Linked DNA regions of Salmo salar: region 1 is linked to region 2. Evidence: chromatin contacts called from public Hi-C data. All regions are on one chromosome and are shown on one strand. Each heading gives the region's core, a stretch centred on a gene start, on an enhancer-like site or on the middle of the called end of the contact. The rest is flanking DNA. Distances are from core to core; before and after follow the strand shown.

Region 1 (4,396 bases), core at 1,657-4,156, 86 kb after region 2:
CCTGCAACGGCTCTTAAATGCGTCAGCAGACCCCCCTCCCCCCTCCCCTTTCTCAACCCCCTCCCCTGTTCCTCCCCCTCCAATACCTTAGCCTGACTCCCATGGACGGCATACTGTGTCCTTGAGGACTCTCTCTCTCTGACAAAGGCCCTTCCTATATTCTCTTCTCTTTCTGTCTGACTCTTTCTTTTTGTATCAGTGTCTGTCTGCCTGCCTGCCTGCCTGCCTGCCTGTCTGTCTGTCTGCCTGCCTGCCTGCCTGCCTGTCTGTCTGTTTGTGTCTGTCTGTCTGCCTGCCTACCTGCCTGTGTCTGTCTGCCGGTCTGTGTATGTCTTTGTCTGTCTGTCTGTCTGTCTGTCTGTCTGTCTGTCTGTCTGTCTGTCTGTCTGTCTGTCTGTCTGTCTGTCCCTGTTCATCTGTCTTTCTACCTCTGTTTGCTTTTCAATGAGGACATATGGAATTGGAAAACCAGTTCACTTACTGAATTGGATGAAATTGATACAAACGCTACAGGGATCTACTTCTTGTGGCTGACTATTGCTTTCATTTTCTTTCTACCACCTTCCCACCACTCAACCATACCAAATGAAACAGCTTCCAGGTTGACATAACTCATTAGACATATGTAACTGACTCACTGTTGAGTCAGTGTTTTCCAGGGTTGAGCCAGCCATGCTGACTGTGTGACACTAGCCTCTGTCTGATTAGTGATATGCTGATAGGCGGGGTCACCAGACATTAGTGATGTATTGGTCTTGTTTTTTTTCATAGCTCATTGGCCTATAGCTGACCTAAATAAGACGAATAATTCATTTTTGTATATCTTGTTTTATCTTGTTTAAATTCTTGTTTGACCTTTTTTCATTGCTCATCAGCCAACAGCACTGATGTAAATAAGGCAAACAAATCTATTTTAGGACATGAGTGTGCAAGGTGGTAGCCTTAACCAACAAACACTTCCAGGGGTCAATTCCAATCCATGTCAGTCAATTTAGGAACTAAACTGGAAGATCCTTACGTGACATCTCCAAGCACTCTATCTTTTGAAGATTTGAGTAGGGATCAAAAACCCTTTTATCGAGTTGGCATGAAGAAGTGTTTCAGTCAGAGTAGAGACAGAGTGATGTACTAGCAGTCAGTCCTTCCCTGGTGAGAGGGCCTCATTGTCTTCCTGAGAGCCTTGTTTTACACACACGCACACACCAAAGTGCGAGCGCAGGCAGGCAGGCCCCAGGCAGGCAGGCCCCAGGCAGGCAGGCCTCAGGCAGGCAAGCCCCAGGCAGGCAGGCCCCAGGTAGGCAGGCCCCAGGCAGGCAGGCCCCAGGTAGGCAGGCCCCAGGCAGGCAGGCCCCAGGCAGGCAGGCCCCAGGCAGGCAGGCCCCAGGTAGGCAGGCCCCAGGCAGGCAGGCCCCAGGCAGGCAGGCCCCAGGCAGGCAGGCCCCAGGCAGGCAGGCCCGGTGGGGCTCGACTGGAGCAAGAAAGAAAGGGAGAAGAACATGAGGAAAAGAAAAGAAGATGCCTGTGACAAGAATAACGGTCTAAAAATACCATTGACTGTTCTTCTCCAAGGTCACTGTGTCATTTTGATTAGATTGGAACGTAGCAGTGTGTGTGTGTTTGTGTGTATGCATGCAGCAGACACAACCATCTTTCTCATGGACGTCACTTAAGCGAACAAACAACCGTGTGTGGCATCACACTATCAACATGACCCCGCTCTTACAACAGTCATTTTGATACTCGTTCAGATAACATACTCTATCTTATACCAAATAGTTAATATCAATGATCTCTTTACAGGCATGGTAACCACTGAACTACAATGAGGTGGATTTCACAAGGACAGGTGAACAAGGTAAATGAGGCTGAGGAGTCTATTGACAATAGTTGCTTATCTGTAGGGATTTAAGTGATGAGGTGATCATAAGAAATGGTTGACTGAGTAGCAATGGCTGCAGACCTATCACTGAAATGCAAAACATTTCAGCGTTTATCAAAATGTTGTCTAGGCTATTGTATCTATGGTAACAGGACAAAGTGAGGATCAATGGCAATGGTAGAGAACAAGGAAGGACTTAGGATGGCCAAAGCAGGCCTTCTGAATCAACGTCCGGGGCACAATGATTTGCTGTCCTTGATGAATTCGCTGTGAAAGAGCGCCCATGAGATTCCTGCCTCCCATTCACACTGCACTACCAATCTCTGGGACAGACTTCCCAAGAGACACACACATAGAATCATAATGTACTCTCAATGGACTGCAGGTAGAGCACTACACACCTCTCGCCCGCGCAACACTGAGTCACCCCCAGCCATGGAAGAGGGGAATTTCCTGAGCAGTTTCTCTGTGTGGTGCAAGTGCGCCTGCTGACTCAGCCATGCAAATTCACTCCTCTGGTGAGAGGAACAGACAAACTGGGAACCTACGTATGCCTCACAATATAGACTCCCCCTCTCTCTTTCTCTCTCGTTCTCTGTTTCTCTCTCGTCTTTTCTGTTTGTGTGTGTGTATATGTGTGTGTGTGTATGTTTGTGTGCGTGGACGTGTTGAACTATTCTTGTGGGGACCTGAAGTCTCCACAAAAATAGTAAACAAACAAAAATTTGACCAACTGGGGCCATTTTTAGTCCCCAAGAGGACAAATGCTATTTCTAGGGGGTTTAGGGTTAAGGTTAGAATTAGTGTTACGTTTACAATTACGTTAAGGGTTAGGGTTAGTGGTTAGGGAAAATAGGATTTTGAATGGGACTGAATTGTGTGTCCCCACAAGGTTAGGTGTACAAGACTGGCCACATTAGAAGTTAAGAGTTCTTCCTGCTTTCTGTGTGAGGATGTGGTAACAGTGTACACAACAAACACACAGCCATAGCCCAAAGGCCCACTGTATTCACACACAGAAACACACCGTAAACATCATGACCCATACTGTATCAGCTATGCCTCGTAAAGACTGATCCCTGCCAGAAGCATTACCCTTTGGTGACAACATGCATGGTGATCTGGTAACAACACAACATGAGACATACCCTACAGTACGTGGGTTGGAGCTGAAGCAGTTTACAGAGTAATATGACTCAGCTATCCCCAAACAGACAAACATGCTGATCAGTTAACATGAACACACACACACACACACACACACACACACACACACACACACACACACACACACGGTTACTGTATGTCTCTCTTTTTTATTTTTATTTTTATTTAACCTTCATTTAACTAGGCAAGTCAGTTAAGAACAAATTCTTATTTACAATGACACAATGACGGCCTACAGCTCTCTGCAGATGACCGCAGTAAAAACAGATGAAAAACAGTGCAGATGTTTTTAGTGAAGCAGAAAAGGAGAAAAAGAACAGGATATGTGACATAAACTCTGAACCATAACAGGAAGCAGGCAGTAAGTCCTGTTTAACACTAGAGAAAATCAAATCAAACTTTATTTGTCACATGCGCCGAATACAACAGTTGTAGCCTTCCCTGTAGCTCAGTTGGTAGAGCATGGTGTTTGCAACGCCAGGGTTGTGGGTTCGATTTCCACGGGGGGCCAGCACAGGAAAAAAAAAAAAAAATGAAATGTATGCATTCACTACTGTAAGTCGCTCTGGATAAGAGTGTCTGCTAAATGACTAAAATGTAGACTTTACCTTGAAATGCTTACTTACAAGTCCATAACCAACTGTGCTTGTCTAGAAGAGTTAAGAAAATATTTACCAAGTAGACTAAGATAAAAAGTAATAATAAAAAGTAACACAATAAGAATAACAATAACGAGGCTATATACAGGGGGCACCGGTACCGAGTCAGTGTGTGGGGGAACAGGCTAGTTGAGGTAATCTGTACATGTAGGTGGGGGTGAAGTGACTATGCATAGATAATAAACAGTGAGTAGCAGCAGTATACAAAAGGGAGGTGGGGGGGGTCAATGTAAACTGTCTGGTGGCAATTTTATTAATTGTTCAGCAGTCTAATGGCTTGGGGGTAGAAGATGTTGAGGAGCCTTTTAGTCCTACACTTGGCACTCCGGTACCGCTTACCGTGTGGTAGCAGAGAGAACACTCTATAACTTGGGTGACTGGAGTCTCTGACAATTTTATGGGCTTTCCTCTGACACCGCCTATTATATAAGTCCTGGATAGCAGGAAGCTTGGCCCCAGTGATATATTGGGCTGTTCACGCTACCCTCTGTAACGCCTTACGGTCAGATGCCGAGCATTTGCCATAAAAAGCGGTGATGCAACCGGTCAGGATGCTCTTGATGGTGCAGCTGTAAAACCTTTTGAGAATCTGGGGACCCATGCCAAATCTTTTCAGTCTCCTGAGGGGGAAAAGGTTTTGTCGTGCCCTCCTCACGACTGTCTTGGTATGTTTGGACCTTGATAGATGGTT
Region 2 (4,427 bases), core at 207-2,706:
ACTCACCATTGTGAACCAAATTACACAGCATACACACAAGGCAGATATTAAAATCACTATTTCTATAACACAGAACATTTCCTGAGCTCACCATGCTCGTACGGAGAGAAGGTCCCTGCATCTATGTTGATGTAGGGGTCAATCTTGATGGCGGTGACACGCAGACCACATGACTTGAGGATGGTTCCCACACTGGAGGCGATGATGCCCTTCCCGATGCCTGAGATGACGCCACCAGTGACCAGGATGTACTTCATTGTGGCACTGGGTAGGAGACAATAATACGGATTACAGTAATGTAGTTAATTGATTCTAGTAGCTACTTGAGGCGGCAGGTAGTCTAGAAGTTGGAGAGGTGCACCAGCAACTGGAACATTTCTGGTTCGAATCCCAAGTCTGACTGGGAGGATTCTAGGTATCCTACACCTAGATGCCATCTCCTGCCGTTGTGCCCTGAAGCAAAAAACTTTAGCCCTGTCTTTTTCATTTAGTGTTGCTCAACCAAGCAAGTCTACCCCTCTGAGATGGTGGAAAAATTGCACAAGAGTTTTTTGTAATCAACATTCCTTCCCCTCAGGTCTTGCTGATTCCTATCGTTCGATAGTACAGTACATGCAAAAACCGTACAGTGAAACCTGCGTGGTGGCTAACGTTACATTGGTCAGAGAAATAAAGGACAAAGAGGGCGCGCGCATCTAAGGCATCAACGTTACTTTTTTCTAAAATCGGAAATCTAAAATATCTACTCTGTGGCTACAACCACCAAGTAAACGCAACAATGTACAACAACTGAGTTCGTTAGTAAACATTGCAGTCAGCCAGGTGCAAAGGTTGTAACACAAGTTACCTAACAGTAAAGGACTTGCAACATATAAAGTAACGTTATCTACAGAACAGTTAGCTTGATATCCTATTCCATTATCAATAACTTTTAGTCACACTAGCCGGATAGCTAGCTAAACTGAATCCTAACCTAGGACAATGCATTGATGTACCATGCGACCAACCCTGTCATAATACAGTACAAGGAATATATAAAATGCGGACTCCAAGGTCACCTAGCCCGATGATTCCATCACAGATAGAACAACGAGCTCTACAAATATTTGACTCCATCGCGTCAATTGAGCTAACAAGCTAACAGCAGGCTAGGCTACCTTAGCGCTGCGGTGTTCACAAAGGAAGCATGTTTTTCAACTCACCAAAACTAAATAGTGTAAGGCGGTCAAATGGTAAATATTTGGACTTGATTAATTTAAAATTGTCAATGTATATACATTTAAATTATTCCTTCAAATCTTGGATAATAAAATAAAAAAAGTTACTTAATTAGAATTGACTATCCATCCACTCCAAGTTCCAACACGTGTTGACTGGCCAAATGTTCTACCAGAGCAGTACAGAAAAAGACGCGCGACTAAGCAAGAGTGGCCTTGTGGTCGAGTACGTCACGGTTGCGTCGGATCTGCGCACGCACCACGCTGGAAATGTAACTATTGTCTTTTTTCTTCAGGGTTTAAGCTATATCAATATGCCAATCGTTATTGCATATTGTTATGTCTACATATTTATAATAATTGCATGATTTTGAGTAAAATAGTCAAATGATGTCCGGTACAAACCAGCAAACGACATTAATGTTTGTACCATGTTTTGTGTTGCTACCATGCTGTGCTGTCATGTGTTGCTGTCTTGCTATGTTGTTGTCTTAGGTCTCTCTTTATGTAGTGTTGTCTCTTGTCGTGATGTGTGTTTTGTCCTGTATTTATGTTATTTCTTTTTCCTTTTTAATCCCAGCCCCCGTCCCCACAGGAGGTATTTTGCCTTTTGGTAGGCCGTCATTGTAACCAAGAATATGTTCTTAACTGACTTGCCTAGTTAAATAAAGGTTAAATAAAATGTAAAAAATACGCTGAACAGTCCACATGATGGTGAAGGTGTGTTTACAGCTGATAATTAGTGGGGCAACCGGCAGGTGACAGTATTGCTCCATCTAAAATCCTTGGTGGCTGCTCTGACGGGCTGTACATGGCAGAAAAACGCAATAAATAAATTAGGAAACAATAAACGTTGTCTTTAATGCATATACATCTTTTGAAAAGTATATTATATATTCTGCAATGGAGGGAGTACAATAGTGGTGCAATGCCTCTTCGCTCTACCCCTGGTACCTAAGGCCTTTATAATTATGTTTACATGTAAACACACAAGATCACATCCACTTTCATACTCATCTGTTCTACCTGGGGGCAGGTTGGCAGATTTGAGTTTTATTTTTTTTAACCACATTTTTATTTGTTTTGTTATTTTTTTGTTGGGGGGGTTACAGGTACATTATCCATTTCAAATGATACATTTATAAAACATGTACTAGTAGGCTGCCACTCAAAAGAAGAAGAAGGGGAAAAAATCCAGAGTTTAAGTAATAATACATTCAGTATAAACAGGAAAAGAAAACAAAAAGAAGTGGGCCTCAACCCCCAACCTCCCGTGTCTCCACCCAACTCCCCCACCCCCCTCTCCCGAAACCTTCCCACCTCCTAGCAACTATGGTTGCTCATCAGGCAACCCTCACCCTCCCGCCACCCCTCCCTGAGACCAGAGAAAACCTTCCCCATATCAACCCTTTCTCGTGGGCCTGAAAGCAAAGAATGTAAAAAAAGATTCAAATAGGTATATATACTGAGTGTCTAAAATATTAGAAACACATGCTCTTTCCATGACAGACTGACCAGGTGAATCCATGATCCCTTACATGTTTGTGTTGGGCTTTATGAATTGTTAATTTGTAAGTGTTGGGCTTTTGCTGAGATAATTCTTTAACTCGGCAAGTCAGTTAAGAACAAATTCTTATTTACAATGACAGCCTTCTCCAGCCAACGCTGGGCCAATTGTGCACCACCCTATGGGACTCCCAATCACAGCTGGATGTGATACAGCCTAGATTTTAACCAGGGACTGTAGTGATGCCGTTTGCATTGAGATGTAGTGCTTTAGACCATTGCGCCATGCAGAAACTGAATATACTTGACTTTAAAGTAAAGTATATTTGTCCAGGCCTCAATTGTTCTATGACTAGCACCATTCCTTCTCACTGTCGAATTGTATAACTTTTAATAGTAACTTTATCCGCTGGCAAATGGGGAGAGAGTGAGGTGATTGCCTTCTAAGAGCCAACATATTTTTTTGCTGCAGTGCTGCCTGCCAGCAGTAATCGTCTCTGATTTATGGAGAGATTCAAGGAGCTATCATCGTTAAGTAACATAATAGATGCAAATAATTGAATATTTACATTCATGCACTAAAATAAACTTGACCCTATAAGTATTTAACTGCAGGGCACTCCCACATCAAATGGAGGAATGTGCATACCTAATTCAGGGTTCCTGTGTGGTGCAGAGGTCTAAAGCACTGCTTCTCGGTGCAAGAAGTGTTACTACAGTCCCTGGTTCAAGTCCAGGCTGTATCACATCTGTCAGTGATTGGGAGTCCCATAGGGCGGTGCACAATTGGCCCAGCTTCATCTGGGTTTGGCTGGGGTAGGCTGTCATTGTAAATAACTATTTGTTCTTAACTTACTTGCCTAGTTAAATAAAAACTCTGGGAACAGTGAAAAGATGGGAGTTGGGGCCAATTTCATCATAAACTGTTTCCTTGGTGTTAAAAACAGTTTGTGAGCAAACTGTTGATGGTTCTGTTTACGGGATGCCAAGGACATATTTTTCCATATTCTGTTCCAGATAAAGGTTTGTTCAGATTCAGTATAGATCTGTGGACCATACTTTTTTAATGGCTACCTCAGACTATGAGCTTTCCAAAAGTTGACCAGATCATTTATTTCTAAATACCATCATTAGATGGTTCGGTAGTTGGGTTTCCCAAGGGACTCCATAGGCAGCATAGCTGACATAAATTGTAAATATAGAAAAAGGATTTGCCTGCTAATGTGTATGTATCTTTCAAATCTTGGAATGTTCTCAAACCATTACTGTCCATGATATTGACATGGGTATGGATTACACATTTGGATCATTGGGGGGATGCAAAAGGCAGCCCTCCAGATTGCAAGTCATTATTGTGAAATATTGGAGTAGGAGCATGCCATTTTGATTCCCAGTTACATTGTTTTAAAATGTTGCGCCAAATAGAAATTCTGGGAGCAATAATAGAACCAAAGCATAGTTTGCATTGTTTAAAGGATATATCAGTGAAGATCACCTCTTCCAGGGCAATAGGAGACACCATATTTTTCTCTATACTCAGCCAGGGGGTAAATCATGTCTAAACCAATTTAGGACTGGGTGAGATGCTAGTGCCTGGAAATACTATTTATGTTTGGTACGGATAGTCCTCCTACGTCTTTCCCTTTTTGTAGGTTTGTTCATTTTTTCCTGGGATCCTTTAGCCTACCTTGCCATATACATTTA

What was found. Hi-C and Micro-C count contacts between places; a contact is called where the count stands out from the background.
Region 1: a Hi-C map of gill shows a contact between it and region 2, with 6 times the contacts expected there. The contact joins the enhancer-like site here to the promoter of LOC106588651 in region 2. A contact is called at or near these places in 3 of 3 Hi-C or Micro-C datasets (blood, gill and muscle).

The regions. Positions count from the first base shown.
Region 1 is chrssa27:19,889,090-19,893,485 of Ssal_v3.1, forward strand. No RefSeq gene overlaps it. Among protein-coding and RNA genes, the nearest start is that of LOC106588653, 20 kb to the left of the region's middle. Within about 2 kb of position 2,907, at least 4 of the 13 cell types and tissues checked have an H3K27ac peak or open chromatin away from gene starts, as enhancers often do. A contact at or near this core is called in gill, where this site is marked.
Region 2 is chrssa27:19,804,398-19,808,824 of Ssal_v3.1, forward strand. LOC106588651 (CTP synthase 1) reads right to left here and starts at 1,457. Exons shown (of 17, transcript XM_014177837.2): 1 at 1,326-1,457; 2 at 92-264. The coding sequence starts at 257.